Linked DNA regions of Siniperca chuatsi: region 2 is linked to region 1. Evidence: chromatin contacts called from public Hi-C data. All regions are on one chromosome and are shown on one strand. Each heading gives the region's core, a stretch centred on a gene start, on an enhancer-like site or on the middle of the called end of the contact. The rest is flanking DNA. Distances are from core to core; before and after follow the strand shown.

Region 1 (7,030 bases), core at 2,209-4,708:
CACAGCGTTAACAGCTAGCTAGCGGCTCTGTGAGGCTGTACTTAAGAACAGCACTACTTTCAGCTAATGTCAGCATGCTAACATGCTCACAAGGACAATGCTAACATGATGATGTTTAGCAGGTATAATGTTTACCATGTTAACCATCTTTATTTAGTATGCATACATTTGCTAATGTGGGAATGTCATTTGTTTTACAGGTATTTGGCCATAAACCAAAGTAATGGACAAATTAATATTTTGATCTTTTGATGGCAGTAGATGAAAGGTTAATGGATCACCAAAGGGTGACATGAATATCTGTACCAAATTTTAAGGCAATCCCCCCAATAGTTGTTGTGAAATTCCACATAGGTCAACCTCATGGTGGGGCTAGAAGACAAGTTAATGATTCATCAAAGTCAGTAGGCCTCATCCTCTGGGGACCATGAAAATCTCCACAAAATGTCATAACAGTTATCCAGTAATTGTTGAGATATTTTAGTCTGGTCCAAAGTGATGGACCAACAGACAGACATTGCCATCCTCAGAGCCACACTGCTAGCATGGCTAAAAAGACATGCATGTTTGGTTTTGTTTGCACATGCATGATGTTTTGTATGTCTGAATACATGCATGTGCACACACACAGGCACATTCAATAAGCCTGTGTGTGTGCACAAGTTTCTTTTTGTACACTCTCCTTCACCTTTCACCTTCTCTATCAGCGTCCCACTAGCTTGCCAACATTAACAATGTGACTGCCAGTCAGAGTCCACAACAATCATAATATCTTTTCCTGTAAAGTCTGCCATCTGCTAAAATGATACTGTAGATGAAATGTGATCCACTCATACCTGCGGTGGCGCTCACTCTGGTACACTTGTAGTTTTACAGTGGCCAGCATGACATAAAACAGCTTGACTGACACTTACTGCGTGCTATAAAGAGGGGGAATATACAGTACCATGTGGTTTTCACATTAACATCAGGCTTATGTTCGAGTGTGTGTGTTTTTTATGTGCTTTTTGTGTATATGCATAAGAAATAAGGGATTATTATGCCACTTGTGGTAATATGTTGACTATAATTTCATCTTTTGGGCTGATGTCAACTGCAGTAATTGAGGGCGTTTTAAAGAACAGAACTAATGTGCAGGCATGCAGAGCATAACGAGTGTGTTGAGAGAGTGGTGCTATTTGCAGAGAGAGAAAATTGCCTGACAACTGTACGCGCTGCTTGTGAGTAATGTTGCCATGAGGAAGTACGCCCATACAAATAGGCTCTGTCTTTAAGCTGTCACTCAGCCATTCATCACCCTGTGTATTTATTCCCGGGGATTAGAAATGCTTATCTCTTGGTGGCCGTGTTTATTTTGCTCTAGAGCTGTCACAAGAGTGCTTTTAGCCGCTGTCTCTGTGTGCGTCCAAGATGATCTACACCTCCACTCAGGTGTAGGATTTTCATTATTTGCCTAAGGTTCTTCTCTGTATGCTTTAAATCTTTTTCTTTCTCTGATTTTGGATGATAATGTCCTGGAAAAAAGGCCACAATTCAACAGTATTTGACTTGTATTTTGGGCAAGTAATAGCTCCTGTACATTTTGTTCAAGCAACCTTGAAACTTTCCACAGGTTTCTCATACATCCTGCCAAGATACTATCAAGTCTCTGAAGATATGCAGTATATTGCTTTGCTCCAAATGTTGTATCTTTACTGTAATACTTTGGCTCCTGCTCTCCACTTAAGATGACAGTAATAGAAAACATGCTGTGATGAAAAAAAACCCATGGTTTTGCTTTATTTTACTCCTCTTCATTTTCCACTTCAGCCAGTCTTCACAGTGATTTGTGCGCCTGTAGGTTTTAAACCGGCATAAGTCTGGAAAGTTCTGGAAAAGGTTATAGGGAACTTTTTCCACTGGTGCAGATTGTGGATGGTGTTGAATCAGTTATTGTAGGTCAAAGACAAGGTTTTTACTACCTCACTGTGATGTGATTCAGACCGATGCTTTAAATACTGAAAATCCATTACTGTAAAAATTAAGGACTGAAATATATGCGACATGTATTCACTTTAGATGATTTGACAAGTTCAGAAAAGTGTGAGGGAGGAACAGTAAAAGTTTGGCAAGGAGCTCCCAAGCACATGGCAAATACATTGGAGTGTACAGTAATAAGGAGGAGGTGTGTGTGTGAGAGAGAGAGGGAGAGAGAGAGAGAGTGTGTGTGTGTGTGTGTGTGTGTGTGTGTTCAAGCCTCTTTTGAGTGCAGTTTTGATAAAATTCCAGGTCTCATCTACTGCTGAGCTGCTAAAACAAATTACTCTTGCCACAGTGATTTGGACATTCACACACAGAAATGTAATACTAATCACACAAACACACTCACTGGACACATACTGTACGTGCATGTGTGTAATTCTGCATCAAAGTGAATTATATATTTTATATGAGAGGATTGTAAGTACAGTCATTTTGCATATACGATTTTGTTATGTCTCTATAAAACAACTAAAAACAATGTGGAACCTTGTCATGCAGTGGACCTTGTGGCCACGCAGATAAATCCACACATAGAGCCATTAACAACATTTTTCTGTATTTCAAAATAAAATTCTTTACCCTTTCCTTTTGGCATCACTGGAACCCCAAAGTTCAAATCATATGTGTTTAACAGGCAGTACCTCAGCACCCCAGACAAGCATGGCCTTGGTCTACTATTCTTCTCAGAAAAGAGAAATACCATTAAGGGATAGGATCCATACCAGTCCTTTCTGTAAGTGGAAAGATGTTTGGAAGTTCTCACAAAACTCATCATGTAGCAAAAGACTGACAGACACAGGGTGCCTGGACAAAAAAACACTGTGGACAATTAATTTGATTTCATTCCTGCTGTAAAACATCATGGGGAACACAATATTATACTCTGAAAATGCTGACTATCCATTTCTTACATAGAATGTGCATCTGAAAGTGTGTTTCTATGCAATCCAGCTACTTATACTTTGCCAGACCTCAAGAGCAGATTGGAAACAGACAAAGTGTGAAGCACTTCACAATGAAGGGTTCACTTCCAATCCAGTTTGAAAGTTTATCAGTAAGTATTCAATTAAAGACAATTTTCTCGTAAACATATGTAGCAGTTTGTCAAATTGTTTTTGTAAACCACTGACTCAAATCACCTAAAACAGCATGGAAAAAAACTTTAGAATTTATTTTTTTAGTCTGACTAGGGTAGTTGTCACATGTTTCAGTTGCTCATTTTTGGCATGGAACTCTTCAAATAATGATGCCACCATTTTTGGCTGATGACACACGTCATGGCTGACATACTGTACTGAATGTACAGTTCACATGAGGTAGCTGGACCTTGTTTTGATAAATGTGGGAAAAGGGGAAGTGGCTGGGCTGTGTGTTATCTTATCTGTGTACCGTCCAAGCCACGGACTGCGCCGTGTCCTGGGAGTGACAAGCACAGTTGTGTGTGTGGTAGCTGGCAGCCGCCTCGGGTCTGTCTCTCTATACAACAGAATGAGTTTGAGAGACAGTGCAGAAGTTTTTAGCTAATTCTCCCCAGGATGTTCGACTGCACTGTGAAGCTCATATATCTGGAGAGAGAAAAAAATGTTGTAAAGGAAAGTACAGCGTAACTGCACTTAGCTCATAAGCTCGTATTTGGCTAAAGAGCAAACCAAAGACCTTTAATGACTACAGGCCAGAGACATTTAATGAAATCCTCTACATGACATATGGGTCAATTTGGCTGAAATAACCCTTGAACATTTTGTTCCAAAATGAGATATCCATTATTGGAAAAAGGTGAATCTTCATCTTGCCAAACAGCACACAATGAAATAGGGAAAAAACTTCCATTGAGAAAAACACTTTTACATGTTGGATTCTCTTTATTTTAGAAACAGCGATTAATGACCTTCCCCAAAAGTCTTTTCCCCCTCTAAAATAAATGTATTGCCTCTTGGAAGTAGACTCTCCATTTTCTGCTGCTGCAAAGGCAACATTCCCACTCTGGCCAAACCTTTTCAACTTTGGACTGAGCAAGCTGATTGATTGACTTATGGACTCTGGCCAGTGTGTCCTCATTTGAACCGTCTGAATCAGAAAGGCCTCCGCTGCGGTGGGAGATAAACTCAGCTCTCTCCAAAACCGCAGCAGGTGGCCTGTGTTTGGGTCGTACACTAGCTGAGTATCAAGTTACCTCCTTATACACATGTTATCAATTAGTATAGATCCTCAGAGTGGTGGAGCCGATTGCTCATAGTTTTCTGTCTTCTCTCTTCCCAAACCCAAAGATATGAGGAGAGAGCAACAGTAGTAAACAACAGAACCTGGCCAGACCTGCAAAAATGCAGTTTACATTTCAGCAGCTTTTATAATCAATTAAGTGTCGAAATTTTAAATAGACCTGGGAACGGGTGGTCTACTTGTTGAAGCTTCATTAGTTGCATCAAAAATGTCATAGCAACCATGACTGGCGCCATCATAGATGTCCATAACTGATGAATTGACTATGCATGAATGTTTACATACATAACATCCATCCAAGAAAAATTTGATTAGGGAGAACTGTAGGAAATAATACACAGGTGTAGCATGGTAGTGCCGGCAGATGAATTCCTGAGAAGTGAGGCAGGCGTCTGAAGACCCTGGACTCTGACTGGACCCTTCAGAGAGGAAAAAAGTTGTGATTCCGAAAATCGTCTGTCACTTAGTCTCATTCAGAAATATGTCTGGGTCTGGTCCTATGTGAAACACTTGTACAAACACACACTCTGTCCTTTTATACATCTTGGCTGTCGGTGGCTCAGAGAGCTGCCTCCGGGGAAGGGTCTCCTTCCAGTCAGTTTCCACTCAGAGGGAACCAAAATACATCCTGACCTGGCTATGGAGACCATGACATTTCAGACGCTGTGTATGCAAGAGAGACAGGTCCACAGATGGAACACATTTGTATGAATTAATGTGTAACTGTTAAGAGGGCAAAAATTATTTGATATAAATTGACCTTAGCTTCCACCCATTCTGCTGTGGTACTTTGGCTTGATTGCAATCAGAGCCGAAAAGCCTTTATTGTAAAATGTCATCAATACCTGCCTTGGCCCTTAGTGAGAGATGTATGAGAGAATAATGAATGTTGTTTCAGCTTTCAAACCAAAATCTTATCTGATGACAAGTCCAACAACTTCTACTTTGTATCATTGAGATCCTCTTTCCTGACTGGAAAGTGTGTGGCATTACATTCCTGGTCCACTTTGATGTGACGAGAAATGACAGATACTTATCCGTGTAAACACAGTTGAAGTTCTTCCAGTTCTCAAGCTCTTCCTGTTACTGTTCTTCCAGGAACAAGAGGTCCACAATAATCAAATCTTCAGCTGCAGCTTATGGTAAACGGTAAATGGACCGTACTTGTATAGCGCCTTTCTAGTCTTCCGACCACTCAAAGCGCACACTACATATCACATTCACTCCATTCACACACATTCATACACTGATGGCAGAACTGCTCATCAGTACAAAGAAACTAATTAATCATTCATACACTCACACACCGAAGGCACAGCCCTCGGGAGCAATTTGGGATACAGTGTCTTGCCCATGGACACTTCGACATGCGTGCTGGGGTGGCTGGGCCGACCTTCCGTTTGGTGGATGACCCGCTCTACCACTAAGCCACAGTGTTGCGTGCGCAGATGATTCTTAAAGTTTGTTAAACAGATTTGCTGTTACTCTTCTAAGATTTCATGACCTCGTCAGACATGTAAAAAACAAACATATTCAGCAGGTAGGCTAAGTTTGCCTGACATACTGGATCATCAAACTTAAGCCCCTGATAACCATCTGACTCCAGTATGTAGCAATAGTTGGACAAATAATTTCAAAGCAAACTTAAGAGATGGGAATTTACTGGTCAAGTCTCAACAAAACTACAAACTTGAAAAGCAGAGTTCAACACAGCTTTGGCATTTTCTTCATTGCTAAAGATGCTGCAATGTGTCCACATCACATGTGAGACAACCTCTTTAATCCGCATCCTGTAATACTTTGTCAGCTTGTCATTGTTTTGGCACCATCTGTACGAATTCTGAAGCATTTTTTCGTTCTCATGCCCCAACTTGTTCTTAATCATGCATGATACAGACAAGCTGATTAGCCAAATTGGCAACATCTGTAGTCTCATTTTACTGTAGTGGAAAGCACTCAATCATTTCAGTGCATTCTTGCATCACTTTATCAGTGTAATCTTTCATGTCAATAAACCTACAAGTCACAACAGTCAAAGTGGCACCGAGTCAGCTCTTTTTCTCCTCATGTAATATATGTGTTTGTTCTTTGACCAACGCCACACAGTTCTTCACCACCACAAAAACAATTTAATAATGAAACACACATTCTTTATTTGTAATTTAAATGCCACAATAATAGAAATTGCATACACTGCTGTACAACCTGGGGACACTTCATGTACCACCTGTGGTATATGTATTACAGTTGGAGAACCGCTGCAGAAGATAAATGAAGCAATTGAACACTTTAGCCATTAATTTTTTGGAACCAATTTGCTGATAAAAATGAGCTGGATGGGCCAAACCTAATACAGGCGTAAATAACAGTCACACAAATTGTGTTTTATTGCCATTAAATCCAGATGTTCGGTTATGGGAGCATTCGGGGTAACAGGTACTGTAGGGCCTGTAGCCTTGTCAGGAACTCTCTAAATCCCTCAGCTCTCGGCCCTGGTCCTGATACAGCTCATTAAACTGTGATTATACTGCTCCCAAGGGTTTGGGCCCAGAACCAGCTCATTATAAAGGCAACAGAAAACAGAGCATGCAGAATGAATCGTTATAATGCAGTGTGCCTCCTATCACTATCATCTGCTATGCTAGTTTGTTCTAAAAACAAAGAACTTCAGATTGAATTTTAAGAAATGCGTAACCTTATGTAATGTGTAAAGAAACATTTAACAGGAAACCAAAGCTTTACCTAAGAAAAGGAACCTGTACTAGAATGTGCCATAGGGTGCTACAGG
Region 2 (6,416 bases), core at 1,848-4,347, 71 kb after region 1:
TTTACATACACCCACAACAAAAAGCTCAACATAAATAAGTTAGTATAATTTTTTCAGTGTTTTTCCAAAAAAAAGGCACACAGGTACACTTCAAAGTTTTACACCAAATGAGGCAGTGTCACTTTGTTTTTCTGCCTTAAAAAATGAGAAATTAACAATAGTGCAATTACATGTTCTACATGAATTCCACACCACAAAGACAAATCTTTGATTCACATATATGCATAAGCAGCCCAGTGATTTTAACATATTTTATCACTGTTAACCTGGACTACACCACTTATTACAAGGGGCAGGATATGTGACCTAAAAGCCACTAAAATATTAACTCACCTAATTTAAAAAATACCAGCTAATTCTTAGGATTGTTAGCAAATACTGTTATAATTTGGTTGGATATTGCTCAGCAGTTTAGCCGCCCTCCCACCCCACCACTCACCCCCAGAACAAAAGGCACAAACCCCTTAAAAAAAGGGGGGGGGGATAAGGAGACATTATTTGCATGTAAACTTTATCTGTCATGGCTGTTCCCAGTTAGATGGACCCAAGACACAAGATATATAATACTGGGGCAAATAAAGCCATAGAAAAAGAAGACATTTTGTTTCCACATAACCCTGACTTTTGGAAATCTGCATTTTTAACTTACATCAATTACCTGAATAATTATACAATATGACCACTTTAACAAAATAATATTTCTCTGTTGGAAATTGCACTGCAACTCCCGAGTCAAATTCACACACTTATTCAAATACATTTAACAAAGGTATGAAAAGCATAATATGCTTTTTTTATGTGCTACATCTGAAACATAGGTAGTAGATAAAAAAAATGAGCAAAAATCCATTTGCACACTGCTACATTGTCTGCTGCTTCTGAGGCAATTTAATTGAAATGAGTGCCAAAACTTGATAGTGTACATATTCAGTGCTTGTGCAGCCTCTCCTCCTCCCTTCTTTAGGAAAAGGCTGCTTTTATATTTTCTCTCCCATCTGTCAGGTGATGAGAAAGGCTACAGTATTCCACCAGCAACAGGTCTCCCCGCTCTGTGGGACATAAAGAGGAAACAGGCTGTTGAATGGTGCAATTGAAAAAGCAGTTTCTCATGCTTGATATCCCTCATGCAGATACTAACACACCCAGAGGGTGAACAGTCATAACATGAAGGGTTGTGGAAGATAAAAAAAACAAAACTATATGCAAGTTTGAAAAGGCTGATGACGTGTAAGGACAGCTGTTATTAATGCGTTACTGATGGTGATGATGAACAAGTACACAACTGGCATCTAATATAAAAGCCGATCATTACACATTGAAAACCTATAGCCTGTGATATTGTCCAGTCACATCACTTAATGGCAGTAGAATAGTGAAATAATAATCCTAACCTGGCACTGTTTTTCACTGGACCTCCGCGCTGTTCTCCGGCCTGCTCGGTCTCTCCTCCGCGGCTTTTACCGCCTGACTTGCTGCACCGTCCGACTCGTCTTCATCATCATCGTCTCCGTCGGTATGCGGCCTTTTACTCTGACACTCGCTGGAGCAGGGACCTGGGCAGAAAAAACAAACAAACAAAAAAGCACGCGAAAAAAATGGTCAGGGTATTGTTGTGCAGAGCTGCACGTCCACTTGAAAAAAAAGGCACCTGGCATCCTCGACAGGCTGCTGAGAAATGTTACTACCGAGAATAGTTATGAAAATGAGCAAACTACAATGTTCCCTAATAAGCATTAGGGAACATTGTAGTTTGCTCATTTGCGGGTTTGATTCCCAAGTGCGCGTTACATTGTCACTCCCACTAATAACAGGAGCTCAAATGACTTTAACATCTGTAAAGAAATGCTCAGTTTGCCCCCCCGGTGTCTCGCTCCAGCACACTTCGCTTGTTTGCTGGGTGATCAACCGATCGTTGCCTACGGTTGAACCCCGGACACAACTGTTGCTTCGCGCCTCTGCATTGCGGCACAGTGGCACCACAGAGACGCACGGCACAGAGAAATAAAAATGCGTGACAGCCTTAATAAGTTAATGTAAATCACCTATAGCCCCCGAACGTCTTTTCCTCGAACCCTTTCTGTCTGGTTGGCGATCCGACTGCCTTCCGCTGCTCCCCTCGGCATCCTGCCGGTTGTTGTCGCCGGGCAAGTCCTCATCTCGCTGGGGCCGCTGTCTCCCGTGAGGCGGTCTGTGATAAAACTCCGGTGCGTCGCTGTCCTCCTGCCAATTGAAGCGGCGCGGACTGAGCGGTATGTCGTTAACGGGATCGAAATTGTACTCCTCCATAAAACCCTGCACATTTTCCTGTATCGATTCCGCCAAATTCCTCCGTATCTCCTCTGGGTCGGGTCTGCCGAAGAGGTTTCTGTTGACCGGAGGTCTGACGTTGTCTGGCTGCCTCGCATCCACCCTCTCCAATGTCGGGCTCGCATTAGAAAGGCGAACATCTGACATTTTGTTGCACATATGACAAGGGAAAACACCCCACAAACAACAACCAAACCCTTTTAAACTTCTATTTCCAAGTAGTATTCCTTTCAAATGCAAAGTCACAGGAATGACGCATGCATACTCCGCGCGTATCATCCAAAACGCGTACGCGCAAAAATGGAATAAAGCGTCTCCAAAGGCGCAGGGGGGTTTAAGAAAGCCACTCCTGTCAAGTCCGTAGTAAAGCGGATGAAAACAACAAGTCAAGTCATAACAGCCAACATGGCGTTAGAGGGAGCTGTGAGTGAAGAAGAAAAGTTGACACCAAGGACTATTTAAACAGAGAAGGCGATTCATTGGTCTGCGCACTAGGACCGCCCATAGAGCTCTCTTAAAGTCGAACAGGGGGAAACAACAACACAGAGCAGGATTGGATTAACTCTACACATGAATATGGCCTAATGAATCTGTTTGATTAGTTAAATACACGATTAAGAGTAAAGGGAGGCTATAGTTACAGAGGAGTGCGAGTGTTATCTTTCGATTAGCACCTGATTTATCATAGCAGGCATCAGGTTAGACATTTAACTGAACACCTAAAGGTCAAAGATATCATTTGATCTCATTAAGTGGGATTTTGTATCGCTGTGTCCATGCACTGCAAGATGTCCTGGATCAGAAAGTGTAAAACCTGCTAAGAAAAACAACATTGGAAACATTAATCTCACAGCAGGAGCACTAGTCTGTGGTCTAGCTCCAGGCTGTTGATAGGAATCAATCATCAAATGATAGTAGGAGTGCTGACAGATATCACTGCTTGATCTGATCTGGTGTCACATAAACTGCTTAGGCACACTTGATTCAATCAGTGTAAATCTATTCAGTTACAGCCTCAAGGTTATTGAAGGACAACAAGACCCTAAAATGAGGTTCTGTGCAGGAAAAAAAAAAAAAGTCACAAATGTGCCTCCTGGCATATGATGACATCAGTTCTGGAGCAGAACGCCTTCCGTCATCGTTGGCACGGTGCCTATCGCTGTCAGACTTTGCCATTGGTGCCACAGAGGTGGTTTGTGCGCTTCACTGGTTGTAATTGCTTGCGTGTGCTTGGAATTTAAACACCAAGGAAACAGAAAGTGGTGCAGCTTTAAAAAGAAGAAAAAAAAAAAGACTTTGAAATTCACCACCATTTCCCTCTGGCAGGGTTCTCAGTTTGCATATTAAAATTTCCTGACTTAAAAATTGAACTGGTGTTCATGGCAAGACTTTAATAATAGAATATCTTTTCTGTACATCCCAAAGCTGCATAGCAATCCTGTAGTAACTGACTGAATGCATCGGCTATAGTGAGCACTCCTTGTCCCAACTTAAACTCTACAGCGAGTGTTGCTTTGCATGCCTCTGCAGCATTTGCCAGTAAAATCACTGGGCCTCCCTTTAAGGCCATGCTGTTTCAATTAACCATTTGAAAAGAGTCAAACATCTCGTGATGAATACAGCGAGGCCATCTGTTATATCGATGTTATCGCCGGGATCACACTTAATCCATAATGTGTTTATGCTGCTGCAAACTGTGCACCGTGTTGAACAGAGTGATCCCTGAGATGAAAACAGATTTTGATCAAACTGTTTGGACGGGTAATTGAGAAACGAGGCAAAAGAACATTTTGTTTGGGTCACACATGCATAACCAATGCTTTAAGGGTAATACTTGTGTGGGGTTTTTTTGTCTTCACAGTTTGAAATATTAGGGCTCATTCTCCCAGCTGCAGAGAAAAACACAGCTAAATGTAACTGAGTGGGATGATGCAACTGTAGCAGATTCTATCACTAAAATGAACGTTAGTTACACATTAGTTATGAGCCACGATTAAACAGTCACAGAACAACAGAGAAAGGTCACAGTATGTATCTTTTTATAGTTTAAGATAACACAGGGGGAAAAAATGGACTCGACAGAAGTCAGCAGCAAACCCTCTGACCATGGACGCAGAAATGAAAGAGATAACAGTGAGGCACTCTTAAAAAGGTGGTGCCACTGTCAACACAAACATGTGTCTGTAGTTAGAGAATTAGTCATATAAATGTTACTGTTACCATGTGTTGCTCAAAAGTAATAAAAATGTGAAATGCTATTATTTCCACATCTTCTTTTGAGTCATACATAGTTATAATAATCGTGTTGCATAGAATAGTTGTAGAATTGGGCTGGACAAGCAATGAGCCATGGTCTCTTTATTAATTAATATAGCAAAGGGCCATAATGACAGAAAATGTGCTCCAAGTCTGACACTTTTATCCTTTATCCCCACATTTTTTGGAAATGTTAATGTGCCTCTAATATATATATATATATATTTGTAAACAGAAAATTTAGAGCAACTGCAGGGCAACTATGAACATACAGTTCATGGCATCAGATTCAGAATCAGTAGTGGGAGCCATTTTTTATTGCTGCAAACCAGCAGGTCTGATTCTAAGCCTGCAACCACAATCCGACAGGGGATCCAGCAACACTAGTCACACCCGTTGCTTGCTTCTATAAAACTCTCTAGAAACAAATAACACCCTCTAGGCTAATACAGCAGGTCAACTTTACGGGCACAAGAATAAACTAGTATTTTTCTGATGTGTGGTGTTCATTTCCCACCAATATAATAATAACCCAGAGCTATGCTAATAAATTACAGGATGTGTGGTGTTTTTGCAGTTTGGTCCAGTATGGGTTTGATAAAAGAGTGCTGGTAAAGCACCCTGACACATTTGGGACTGGTTATATAACCATTCAGACATTTGTCTTCTATTGGTGAGCAGGTTATGGACCTCTTGTCTGGTGTCATGAGACGGCAGCCTTGAAGCTCTGCTTCTTCTTGGCCAGCTCGGCCTGAATCTGATGGGGGAACTGGTCCAAGTGCTTGTTCACACACTGTATGCAGAACCTCTTGGTGTAGAAAATACTGCAGTCCTGACAGAAGAGAAAACAAGACTCCAGCATCTAGGCTCAAGTTTCACATAAGCACTGGACATGCATAGTCACATTGATTTTTAAAAAAATGTTTCTATTTGTGAAACCGGATTAATTAATTTTTAAAGGGCATCACAGTCATGAAGCTCACTCAGCACATATATGTGCCACATGATTACAAAGTCATCTGAGGAAAACATCAAAACCACAGATGCACCAGCCACCACCAAGTGGAAAACTGTCACAGGAGCACAGCTTAGTTTCCAAATGCAGTTTTAACTGATGATCATGCTCCTAAGTTACTTTTTATCTATCCCAAAACATTGCAGTTAAAGATTTTACAGTTGCCTTTAGAGTGCAAGAGCACACACACTCAATATCTGCCTCTGCTACGTGTAACACACTCACACACTCTTATCAAGACTGATGTAATTTGTCCCTGGAGGAGCATGCCAACATTTGTGCATCCAGGCATTAATCATTTGATAAACTGAATTACATGATCACATATTCTATCATCATAGTCTGTGGTAAAAACAGACCGTAGGAATTTTATTTTAAAACATCTTACCGATCCAACACAGACACACATGCTGCAGAGGCTGCAGTTAGAGCCCAAAACAAGAAACTTTTCCTTGTCCGGACTGAAGGGGTCCCTGGTCACAAAACACTCCTCAAGCAACCTGATGGACGACAGAAATGTAGAAATAACATTAAGCTGAATTATAACTTAATGTAGACCCATGTGGTTCACAGAGACATAACAGAAATGTGTTGCACACGCAACGAACAAATCGCTGTAGAGTTAACTTCGCTGTGTATCTAACGTTAGACGTTGACGTAGCAGCTAGCAACATTAGCTTTGGCATAGCTAGCTCCAGAGCGCTAAAAAGAGCATCTTGCTCAGTGTCCACTTACACAATGGCTCTGGTGTTTGGTGGTTTCTGGCCGTAGTAAGTAAAAGGGCTACTTAAACCACACAACTGGCAAGTAAAGGTTTTTTGAGGGGGTTCACTTGTAG

The links. A called contact is a pair of places that touch in the nucleus more often than the background predicts.
Region 2: a contact with region 1 is called in a Hi-C map of liver, with 3 times the contacts expected there. The contact joins the promoter of LOC122871067 here to the enhancer-like site in region 1. A contact is called at or near these places in 2 of 3 Hi-C or Micro-C datasets (liver and skeletal muscle).

The regions. Positions count from the first base shown.
Region 1 is chrLG23:14,275,548-14,282,577 of ASM2008510v1, forward strand. No RefSeq gene overlaps it. Among protein-coding and RNA genes, the nearest start is that of LOC122871062, 20 kb to the left of the region's middle. Within about 2 kb of position 3,459, the one cell type or tissue checked has an H3K27ac peak away from gene starts, as active enhancers do. A contact at or near this core is called in liver, where this site is marked.
Region 2 is chrLG23:14,347,179-14,353,594 of ASM2008510v1, forward strand. It overlaps LOC122871067 (cyclin-dependent kinase inhibitor 1B-like), which reads right to left and starts at 3,098. Exons shown (of 3, transcript XM_044185653.1): 1 at 2,043-3,098; 2 at 1,392-1,553; 3 at 1-1,049. The coding sequence starts at 2,586. The coding sequence ends at 1,405. cdpf1 (cysteine-rich DPF motif domain-containing protein 1) reads right to left here. Exons shown (of 3, transcript XM_044185654.1): 1 at 6,314-6,416; 2 at 5,967-6,078; 3 at 4,325-5,395. The coding sequence ends at 5,267.